Regions from separate parts of the Mus musculus genome. Here region 2 is linked to region 1. Evidence: chromatin contacts called from public promoter capture Hi-C data. All regions are on one chromosome and are shown on one strand. The core of a region is the stretch at or near the end of the contact, and the rest is flanking DNA. Distances in the headings are between cores, read along the strand shown. Region 1 holds the start of Mrpl19 (mitochondrial ribosomal protein L19). Region 2 holds the start of Cct7 (chaperonin containing Tcp1, subunit 7 (eta)).

Region 1 (4,671 bases), core at 632-3,131:
CCTACAGAGTCAGAAGAGAAGCAAGCTCTGACACAGATGCAGGAATGAACAAATAAGGTTTATATCTTAGTATGTCAGAAATAAATAACAGCAAAACCCAGACATCTGAACAATAATCTGAAGGCAATGAAAACTAGCGCCCAACACCTGCTGCCAGACACCGTTACTCACCAACATAGAACTCTGGAATCGGAAGCACCTTTCTCCTGTCTAGCATATCTTTTCTTTCTATCTTAAATTTCAGAGGGTTTGTTCTCCCCCTGGGAGGGATGAATTCAGGACTCAGGAACCTATAAAAAAATTAAAAATGAAAGGTGATTTAGGCCAGCATAAGAAAAACAATGGGTATAATGTAGATGTATTTTATTCTTTCAATATGGATTGCAATGTTATTTCTAAAACCATGGTTTCCAAAACCATTGTTAATGCTCACTCCTGAGAACGCACCAGGCATTGTGTTTAAATGGTTATCATACATCAAGTAGCCCTCAAGGTCTGGACCTTATTGTCCAAGAAGGCATTTGTGCTAAGGGTTTGTTTAGCTGTCATCCTGGGCAGCTACTGGGGCTTAGAAAGCCTTAAAGAGTTTCAGTCCGGTACAGGAAACATGTCACTGGGCATCTAACCTTGAAGGCAAGGCACAGACCCCGGCCCCTTTCTGTTTCTCCCTTTGCTTTTACCTAGCTAATGCTTCCTGCCACGCTATACTGTGTCACTGCAGGGCCCAAGTGACAGGGCCAGGACCAAGCAAAATTAACTACAACTGTCCAAACCCTGAGCCAAACGAATTTGTTCCCTTTAGGCTGGCTGTCTCTGGTGTTTGTCACCACACAGGCAAGCTGACCCATAGTAGCATAAATTAATCCTGAGACCAGTTAGATGTTTTATTGTCATCTTACTTAAAAAAAAAAAAAACAAAGCACAACTGGAGCGTAAAGGTGATGAACCGCTGACATAATTACTATTTGTTACAATTTTGTCACAGTTAATACGCTGCATTTCTCTCAGTCTGCAAATGAGCACAAGTCTCCCACTGAGCTATAAATATGGAGAAAATATATACAAATCACCAGCTGCAAACTGACTTTAAAAGAAATCTTCCACCGAGCATAGGGATTCCCACCTTTGATCCTAACATTTAGGAGGCAAAAGCAGGCAGATCTTTTTTGAGTTCAAGGCCAGCCTGATACACACCCACAAATTATTGTGTATTGTGGTTGGAGCGCCCAGCATAACATTCATGTGGGGATTTGAAGGCAAACTTTGGAGTACGGTCTCTCTTTTCTCTATGGGTTCTAGGCATGGATTTGGGTGTACAGGTTGCAACTTTCACAACCGAACCACCCTGCGGGTCCATACTGTTAAGCTTCTGAAGATGCATTTATGTAGGTAAGACGAAAAAGAGTGTGCTGGATCCACGTGCCTGAGCCGATCTGACCTCCCCAAACCCTTCCTCCTGGATAGAATCTGTTGGCCAAGGCTCACCGTGGTGGATTTTAGGACAAACTGAGGGAAGGGAGTCCAAGCCTGCGTCTTTCGTGATCTAGAGAGGGGCAGACCCGGAACCCGATTTCGTGCAGCCCAGCTATAAAGCGGGTATCAAAGTGTGCGCACTCCCACGCGGCCTCGGCCGCCTCACCTTCTCTCGTCTTCCGGGACTCGGCGCCGGTCCACGATGACAGGTTTCGGCGGTGGCTTGAACCCACCGGGCTCTGAAGGCCCGGTGCTCTGAAATCGGCTTGGGCCCGTGCAGACACGGCAGGCATCAGATGCGAAGGCAGCAAGCCGTGGCCTGGCCATTCGGACGCTCCGGGCCAGGTACAGGGACGCCCTACAACTTTCTGCCATGGAGGCCGCCATGTCTACACCCTCAATGAAGGACTACAACTCCCAGAAGTCAGTGCGATGGGGTGTGGCCGGACGGTGGCTCCTATGGGACTAAACTTGCTTCCCGGTGTACCGCCGCTTGTTTGAGGGAGTTATACCTGTAAATGTATATAATTTTCCTCTTCTCCATAATTTGCAAAGTTACACTTCTCTACAGGGTTAGCAAGTTTGTACATTTCACTAAGTACTGTGATCTCATTTGCATTTAGTGAGTGACTATGAAGTGCGTGGAGTGTGTGTGTGTGTGTGTGTGTGTGTGTGTGTGTGTGTGTGAGTGTGATTGCAGGTGCCCATGAAGGACATATGATCCCCTGGAGCTGGAGTTACAGGCAGTGGCAAGGGACCCTATGTGGATGCTGGAAATTGAACATGGGTCCTCTGAAAAATTACGTGTTCCTAACTGCAGAGCCACCCTCTCCAGCCTCCTCAGTTCCACCTTTTATTTGCTTGTGCCTACATGAAAAACACAACTGTCACCTAAAGGGCAAAAGAGATAGTTTATTCTAGAGTCAAGTATTAATGAGGGGCTCAGAACACAAGATTTAGGTCACCACAAATCCATGTTCCAATTACATGTAACAATTCCATGGCATTCCATAGTATCAGAGCAAGAAAGCCATTCCTTAAACACATTGGCAGGTACACCCATTTAGGAATGCTATATCAAAATGGAGATGTCTCTGCTGTATGCCTCAGTTGCGCTGATGGCCTTCTTAGCCTTCAGGTTGATGGAAGTGAGGCGGTTGCTGAATGTAGTCCCTTAATAATAACAAGGCCGTTGGTTCACAAGTAAGTTGGGAATAAATTACCATTTGAGGGACTAATGGGCCAAGATAGTTGGGCTCTGGATCTGCAGCACCACAATGCTTCAAGTCACTCACGTTTTAATTAGTTAATCAGTCTTGTAGAACGTTGCTTCTTTTAGGAAATTTTCGTTTGCCTCTTGTTTGATTATTGGTATTTAGTTCGTTGTTATGAATTCCGTGGGGAGCAATGAGTATCTTCTTTTGCTTAACTTCTGTCTTACTAACCAGCACTACCTGGCTCTCACAGGCTCCAAACAGAATAATAAATGCTAGCTGTTTTGTCAAAAGTTAGAGTCATCAGAGAGGAGAGTACCCCCAACTGAGAAAATGTCTCCATAAGATAGGTCTGTAGGTGGCCTGTAGGACATTTTTTTAAGTTAGTGATTGATGGGGGAGGGTCCAGCCCATTGTGGGTGGTGCCATCCCTGGACTGGTGTTTCTAGATTCTATAAGAAAGCAGGCTGAGCAAGCTATGAGGAGCAAGCCAGTAAGCAGCATTCCTTCATAGCCTCTGCATCAGCTCCTGCCTCCATGTTCCTTCCTTGTTTGAGTTTCTGTTCTGACTTCCATCAGTGAGATCCAGTGTTATGGAAGTGTAAATCAAATGCAACCTTTCTTCCTCAACTTGCTTTGGTCATGATATTTCATTTCATCAACAAAACCTTAACTAGGACAAAGCATAAAGAGAAAAGCCATCACTCTTAACAAATAGCCCCCACGGAGTCCTTGAGCTCACTGAGAACATTCCCTTTTCCAGAACTAAAACTGAGTTTGCCTCGGGCAGTTGGGAGGCATACAAGCTAAAAGGGGTCCATTTCAAACCTTCTTGAGTTGAGAGGGGCTTGGGAGACAGCTCCGTGTAAGAACACTTACAGCTCTTGTAGCAGTTCCCAGCACCCACACCAGGCGGCTCCCAGCTGTTTGTAGTTCCAGGTCCAGGGAAACTAATGTACACTGGGTGTCCTTGGGTAACAGGACATATGTCCTGCACATAGACTCCTGCAAGCACACACACACACACACACACACACACACACACAGAGAGAGAGAGACAGAGACAGAGACAGAGACAGAGACAGAGAGACAGAGAGAGAAATTGTTTGAAAAAAATTAAAGAATTTGAGATTTGAGGGCAGCTATTGCTGGAGGTGAGGCTTAGTGGTACAGCACATGTCTGACATGTACAAAGATTGTGGATTCGAGTACATCATCACCAATACCAAAAAGAAAAGGAAGGAAGGAAAGAAGGGAGGGAGGGAGGGCAGGCAGGCTGGCTGGCTGGCTAGCTGGCTCATACTCTCAGAGATGGCAAGTTGCTAGAACTATTTAATACATGTACGGTGTGATCATCAGTCTGGATTAACGCACCACTGCTACCTCGGAGTCAGCATGAACATACAGAACTCATCCATCTTAGGCACCTCCAGCTTCTCCAGCGTGGGCTGTTCCAGGGACCTCCGTGGTCATCCCCATAGCTCCAGCCCAACTCTCAGTGCCAGGACTGTTTCCTCCCGGCCTCTGGGCAAAGTGTTCTTAAAGCTAACCTAGAGCTGTCCAACAGCACACGAATCCTCGTGCTTCATCCTCTTCCTCTTTGACCCTGCTCCAGGCCTCCCTCCTCTTCTCTAGATCACTGCAGTTTACGACACCGGCCTGACATTGGTCATGCTGTATTTAGTTACCTCCAGCTCTCCTCACTGCAAACAGCAGCAGAAGAGAGAATTCAAAACTACTTACCTCAGGAACCAGCGAGACCGCTAAATGATTAAGAACACTGACTGTTCTTGCAGAGGACATAGGTTCAGCTCCCAGAACTGAATGTGGTGGCCTAACAGAGGGTCTGACATCCTCTTCTGGCTCCTTCCAACACATACACATAAATACATTTTAAAAGACCTTTATTTCATCGTTTCTTCCCATATTTCTGCCAACCAAATGCTGCCAGGCCACTTTACCCTCATTTTTGTATTAAAAGTTA
Region 2 (4,671 bases), core at 1,208-3,707, 3.5 Mb after region 1:
TTTGTTGCTGCTGCTGCCACAGCAGGTGAGCCACAAAGACCTGGAGCTCTTGGGTTGACATCCACCTCTTACCTGAAGAAGCCCTAAGAGTTTCAGAGTGGACAGGGAAGCCCCCAAGTTTCTAACCAAAACTTACAAGTTTGCTCTGGTCTCACCAACATCTTCTAGATCAGTCACTGTCATCTCTTGTCCTGACCCAACCTATCTAGCCTTGCTTCCATGTCTTCTTTTTCAGATGGGGGTTTTGCTATGTGGCCCAGACTGGTTTTCAACCTTCTAGGCTCAAGCAATCCTCCTGCCTCAGCTTCTCATCTGCCTTCATTTTTTTTGTATTTTTAATTTAAATTTTATGTATATGTGTGCTTTGGCTGCATATATGTTCATGCACCATGTGTGTGCCTGGTGCTAGCCGAGTCTGTAAGAGGGTATCAGCTCCCCAGAAATGGAGGGACAGACAGTGGTGAGCTGGGACCTATGGAAGAACAACTAGTATTCCTTTTTTTTTTTTTTTCCTCGAGACAGGGTCTCTCTGTATAGCCCTGGCTGTCCTGGAACTCACTTTGTAGACCAAGTTGGCCTCGAACTCAAAAGATCCGCCTGCCTCTGCCTCCCAAGTGCTGGGATTAAAGGCGTGCACCACCACTGCCGGGCACAACTAGTATTCCTAACTGCCAAGCTGTCTGTCCAGCTCTCTGCCTCTGTCCACCTGCCCCACTGCAAGAGCTTCAATGTCCCCTTCACCTACTAAAGTGTATGCTGCTGTTGGCTGTGGTGTAGAAAGCCCTGCCTGATTTGACTCCTATACCCACTCCACTCTTGTTTCCTCTTTCCCATGTTAAAGCTGTACTGGCTTTTCAGTGTCTTTATCTTTTTGGGTCTTCCTAAAAGTTTACCTGTCATTTCTCAGAAAGATGCTGCCTTATCCTTCCTCCACCCATTCAAAATATACTTTCTCCCAGCTAATACTTCCTCTGTAATTATGGTGGATTCATAATATTCTATGTCAGCTTCTTTCATCGCAGCAGTGATTCTAAGTATGTGGCTTTTTAAAAAAGACTTATTTATTTTATGTGAATACACGGTCTCTCTCTCTTCAGACACACCAGAAGAGGGCATCAGATCCCCATTACAAATGGTTGTGAGCCACCATGTGGTTGCTGGGACTTGAACTCAGGACCTCTGGAAGAGCAGTCAGTGCTCTTAACCACTGAACCACCTCTCCAGCCTTAAGTATGTGGCTTTATACAGAGATGAATCTCCAGTGCCTAGGACACAGTGGCTGCTCAGTAAAGGTTACTAAACAAAGAACTCTGCCCAGCTCTGCTGTCCTGAACAAGAGAATGGCCAAAAAAACCACGAGAGCTTTGCTAGGATATTTTTTCTCAGTTGGATTTGAGTCCCTGGATTCTTTAAACTTGCCAGAAAGGCAAGTAAATGTTGATGGATGGAAGCTCAGGTCTGTTAGTCAATCCAATTGCTGTGTCTATAATTGATCCTGTCTATGGTCCAAATTACAGCTCAGACAGAGCTAAGGGGGCTTGCAGCTTTTTGTCCTGAGTGTAGGTACACTTCATCAGATGGATAACCCCCCCCCCCCCCCAGGAAGCCTTCTGGATTAACACCAGGCAACCCTTTCCACAAGCACACCCCTGTCTGGCATTTGATGTGCTTATCTAATAAGCTTCGGGTATATGCATGTGTTCACTTAACGCGTAGGTGTGTACATTTATGTTCGAGTTGTGTAAGTGGGTGCCTGTGCGTGTGAGCCCATATGTGTGTTCCTGCCTATAAGAACGCTCACATCCTCCGTTCTGGATCTCTAGCTGTCACCAGGGTCGCCTTCAGTGGGAGGAAAGCTGAAAGCTCTTGTTTCGACGGGGAGGGGTGGGGTTGTCAGGTTGTGCCTACTCACTGACCCGGGAACCAGCATCCACCCGCTGCAGCCGTCTAGTCCCTGGATCTGGGCGGCCCAAACTCGCGGGGTCCCCAAGGTGACCCGTGGCCCCCAGCCCGGGAAGCGCGCACGCTGGATTCCCGCCCCGCCCGCCTGTCCGTCGCCGCTCACCGTGGGCCGCGACGCACGTGGGCAGCCAGAGCACGAGACAGCACCAGCCCGCGGCGCCACGGCTCATCTCCAGGGCCCGTCCCGCCGCCGCCGCCGCCGCCGTCCCGCCGCGATCCCTCGCCCGACTTTAGCCTGACAGCTGCCACGGCCTCCCTCAGGCCCGCTCTCCGCGCCGGTTGGAGCACAGAACGGAGGCCAGCGGCTGATTGGCCGCCACGCCTGTTCGTGTGGCCGCACTTTCCTCCTCTGCGCCCTAGGCCACTTCCTATTGGCCAGGAGAAGTGGAACCGGGCGCTGATTGGCCAAAACTCTTAATAGCAACTGCAGTTCGCGGCCCCGCCCCCGCACTCCTCCTTATAGACGCGCCTCCCGGAACCTGCGGTGGGCGGCTCGCGGGGTTGCGCGGGATCCACGGCTCTCCTCCCCAGGCAGAGACGGGCCTCGCGCGAAGGGGCAGGCGGCACGGCGCCGCCTCGGCCGATAAGGGGCGCTACAGAGCTAGAAGCCGACCCGAGCAAATTTCCTGCGCCCGAGCGGGCCGCGCACCTGTGACCCGGGACACTGTTCCCAACTTCCCAAGCTACCTGTGAAACTCACGGAGCTCCCTCGCCACGGAGCTGAGCAGGTGCAGTGAGATCACTCACCTAAGGTGCTTCTCCTAGCCGGTGTTCAGTACTGATAGCTCATTGCACGTCTACCATGGCGTCTGGGAGCGCGGGCTGAGGCGGGACCTTACCGCACCTTACAAACCAAAAGCACTGCGAGACTCGATGACCCCCGCCAAAGCTAACGCGAGTTCCTAGAGCGTCCCTGGACCTCCGACTCCTCTAGCCGGCTACCTCGGGAGCTAACCATAGAGTGGCGGAAGTGGTCCGGCCCCTTCCTCTCCCGGGCTAACGTCTCGCCAGAAGCTTCTGGGCATTTCTCCGGCGCGGAGCATTGTGGGCTTGGGTGGGCGGCCCCGAGGCGGACAACTGACGAGTTGCGGGTACCTGAAGCCGCTTCCAAGATGATGGTGAGTGTCTCTCCGCGCATCCGCTGCCATCCACGACCCTGCGGCCCTGGCCCGCCATGCGGAGTGTCTACAGTGGCTCGTTTCCGCTCCCCGGCCGGAGGCGGCCTTGATCCAAAACTGAAGCTGTTGGCGAGAGCCGAATGGGGCTCGCGATGCCGCTGGGCCTGGAAACCATGGATCTCATGGTGCTTGGGACCACAGACCTCTTGTTCAGCCTGTTCCCCGTAATGGAGGCTTGGGTTTTCGGAACCGAGTGTGTGTTGAGCTCTGTACCTCTACCATAAGGCCGGGTTACATCGCCCTGGGAGGTGCGGAAGTGAAGGCGCGAGCTTCTAGGCGCACAGAGGCAGCGTGAGGGTCTTTAGGTTGGGCCAAGTGACGCCCTGCCTGGCATTGTGGTCGTTTACGTTCCCGCATGTGGAAAGACAGAATCCTTCGTTCCTGTTGGAACCTGTTCGTTGGGGGCATTTTTAGTTCTCCCGAATGTACTTGGTGCTGGAAAAGGGCAATTGATGTACACAGTACCAAAGATGGGACGACCTGAGTACTTTAGGCAGGAGAGTCTCTTAAAGGTCTGCCTGTAATCCTCCTGCATCACCCTTTATCCCCGACAGCGTCAGATACCTCCCCTGTTCCCCTGTGATAAACCTGAGTTGTTAGTGAGCAATGTCAACTTCCAAGACAGAATCCTGTGCGTTTGGCATCAGCACACTCGTTAAGTTTTGCTTTTTAGTGTCAATCCTTTGTCTGCCTTTTGCAGCTTCTTCCTATGCGTAGATGCCAGACAGACTTGGAAACCTGTAAGGTCCTCCCTCTGCTACCAAATTACAGCTTCTCCTCCGAAGGAGTCCCTACAGAAGCATGTCCATGCTCCCTGACCCCTAGCGCTTGAAATTGATTTGGTCGGCGAAGACCAGAGCTGAGGCATAAATCCATGAGTCATATGTGCTGCAGTAAAATATGCATCATTGCTGCTGATATGACCAGTGGCCCAGCATTGGCCAAAACAAGTAGCAAACCTTTTATCAAAGGGTCCCAGACCATCACATTTGGGTTTTACCTAAATTGATGATTCTTGTTTCTGCTGCTGTGCTGCATACTTACAGCTTATGAGCTGCTGGTGACTCTTGTTTCCTCCCATCTTGCTGTAGCAGTTCTGGGATTACAGATATATACCACAATGACAGACTTGTAATGAGTTCTGGTGCTTAGGCTTATGCATCTAGCAGCTTTACCCCTGAGCCACTTCCAGGGCCTCCTCCAACTAATTGTTTAATAGATAGTATTGACTTTTGTTTTATTTAGTGTATGTGGGTGTTATGACTACTGTGTGCCTGGTTACTATGTACATGTAATGCCCATGGAGGTGTCAGATCTCTGGAACTAGAGTTACAGATGTGGTGACCCACCTTGTGGATGCTAGGAGTGGAGGGAACCCCAGTTCTGGAAGAGCAGCCAGTGTTGTAAGAGATTCTTCCAGTCAGTCCCTTAAACGATCTAAGGAAAATGGAGAGGAAGATTAAGACGAAACACTAAAGCCTTTTATGGTTCTAAGGGTACTAAGCCCTTGTGAAGGAACAAGAAGAGTGAG

Evidence for each region. Promoter capture Hi-C pulls out the DNA fragments that hold promoters and counts their contacts.
Region 2: a promoter capture Hi-C map of pre-B cells shows a contact between it and region 1, with 3 times the contacts expected there. The contact joins the promoter of Cct7 here to the promoter of Mrpl19 in region 1. A contact is called at or near these places in 1 of 39 promoter capture datasets (pre-B cells) and 1 of 484 Hi-C or Micro-C datasets (CD4 T cells).

The regions. Positions count from the first base shown.
Region 1 is chr6:81,964,068-81,968,738 of GRCm38.p6, forward strand. Mrpl19 (mitochondrial ribosomal protein L19) reads right to left here and starts at 1,882. Exons shown (of 5, transcript NM_026490.2): 1 at 1,640-1,882; 2 at 172-290; 3 at 1. The coding sequence starts at 1,860.
Region 2 is chr6:85,449,048-85,453,718 of GRCm38.p6, forward strand. It overlaps Cct7 (chaperonin containing Tcp1, subunit 7 (eta)), which reads left to right and starts at 2,458. Exons shown (of 12, transcript NM_007638.4): 1 at 2,458-3,080. The coding sequence starts at 3,075. Pradc1 (protease-associated domain containing 1) reads right to left here and starts at 2,255. Exons shown (of 5, transcript NM_001163427.1): 1 at 2,066-2,255. The coding sequence starts at 2,132.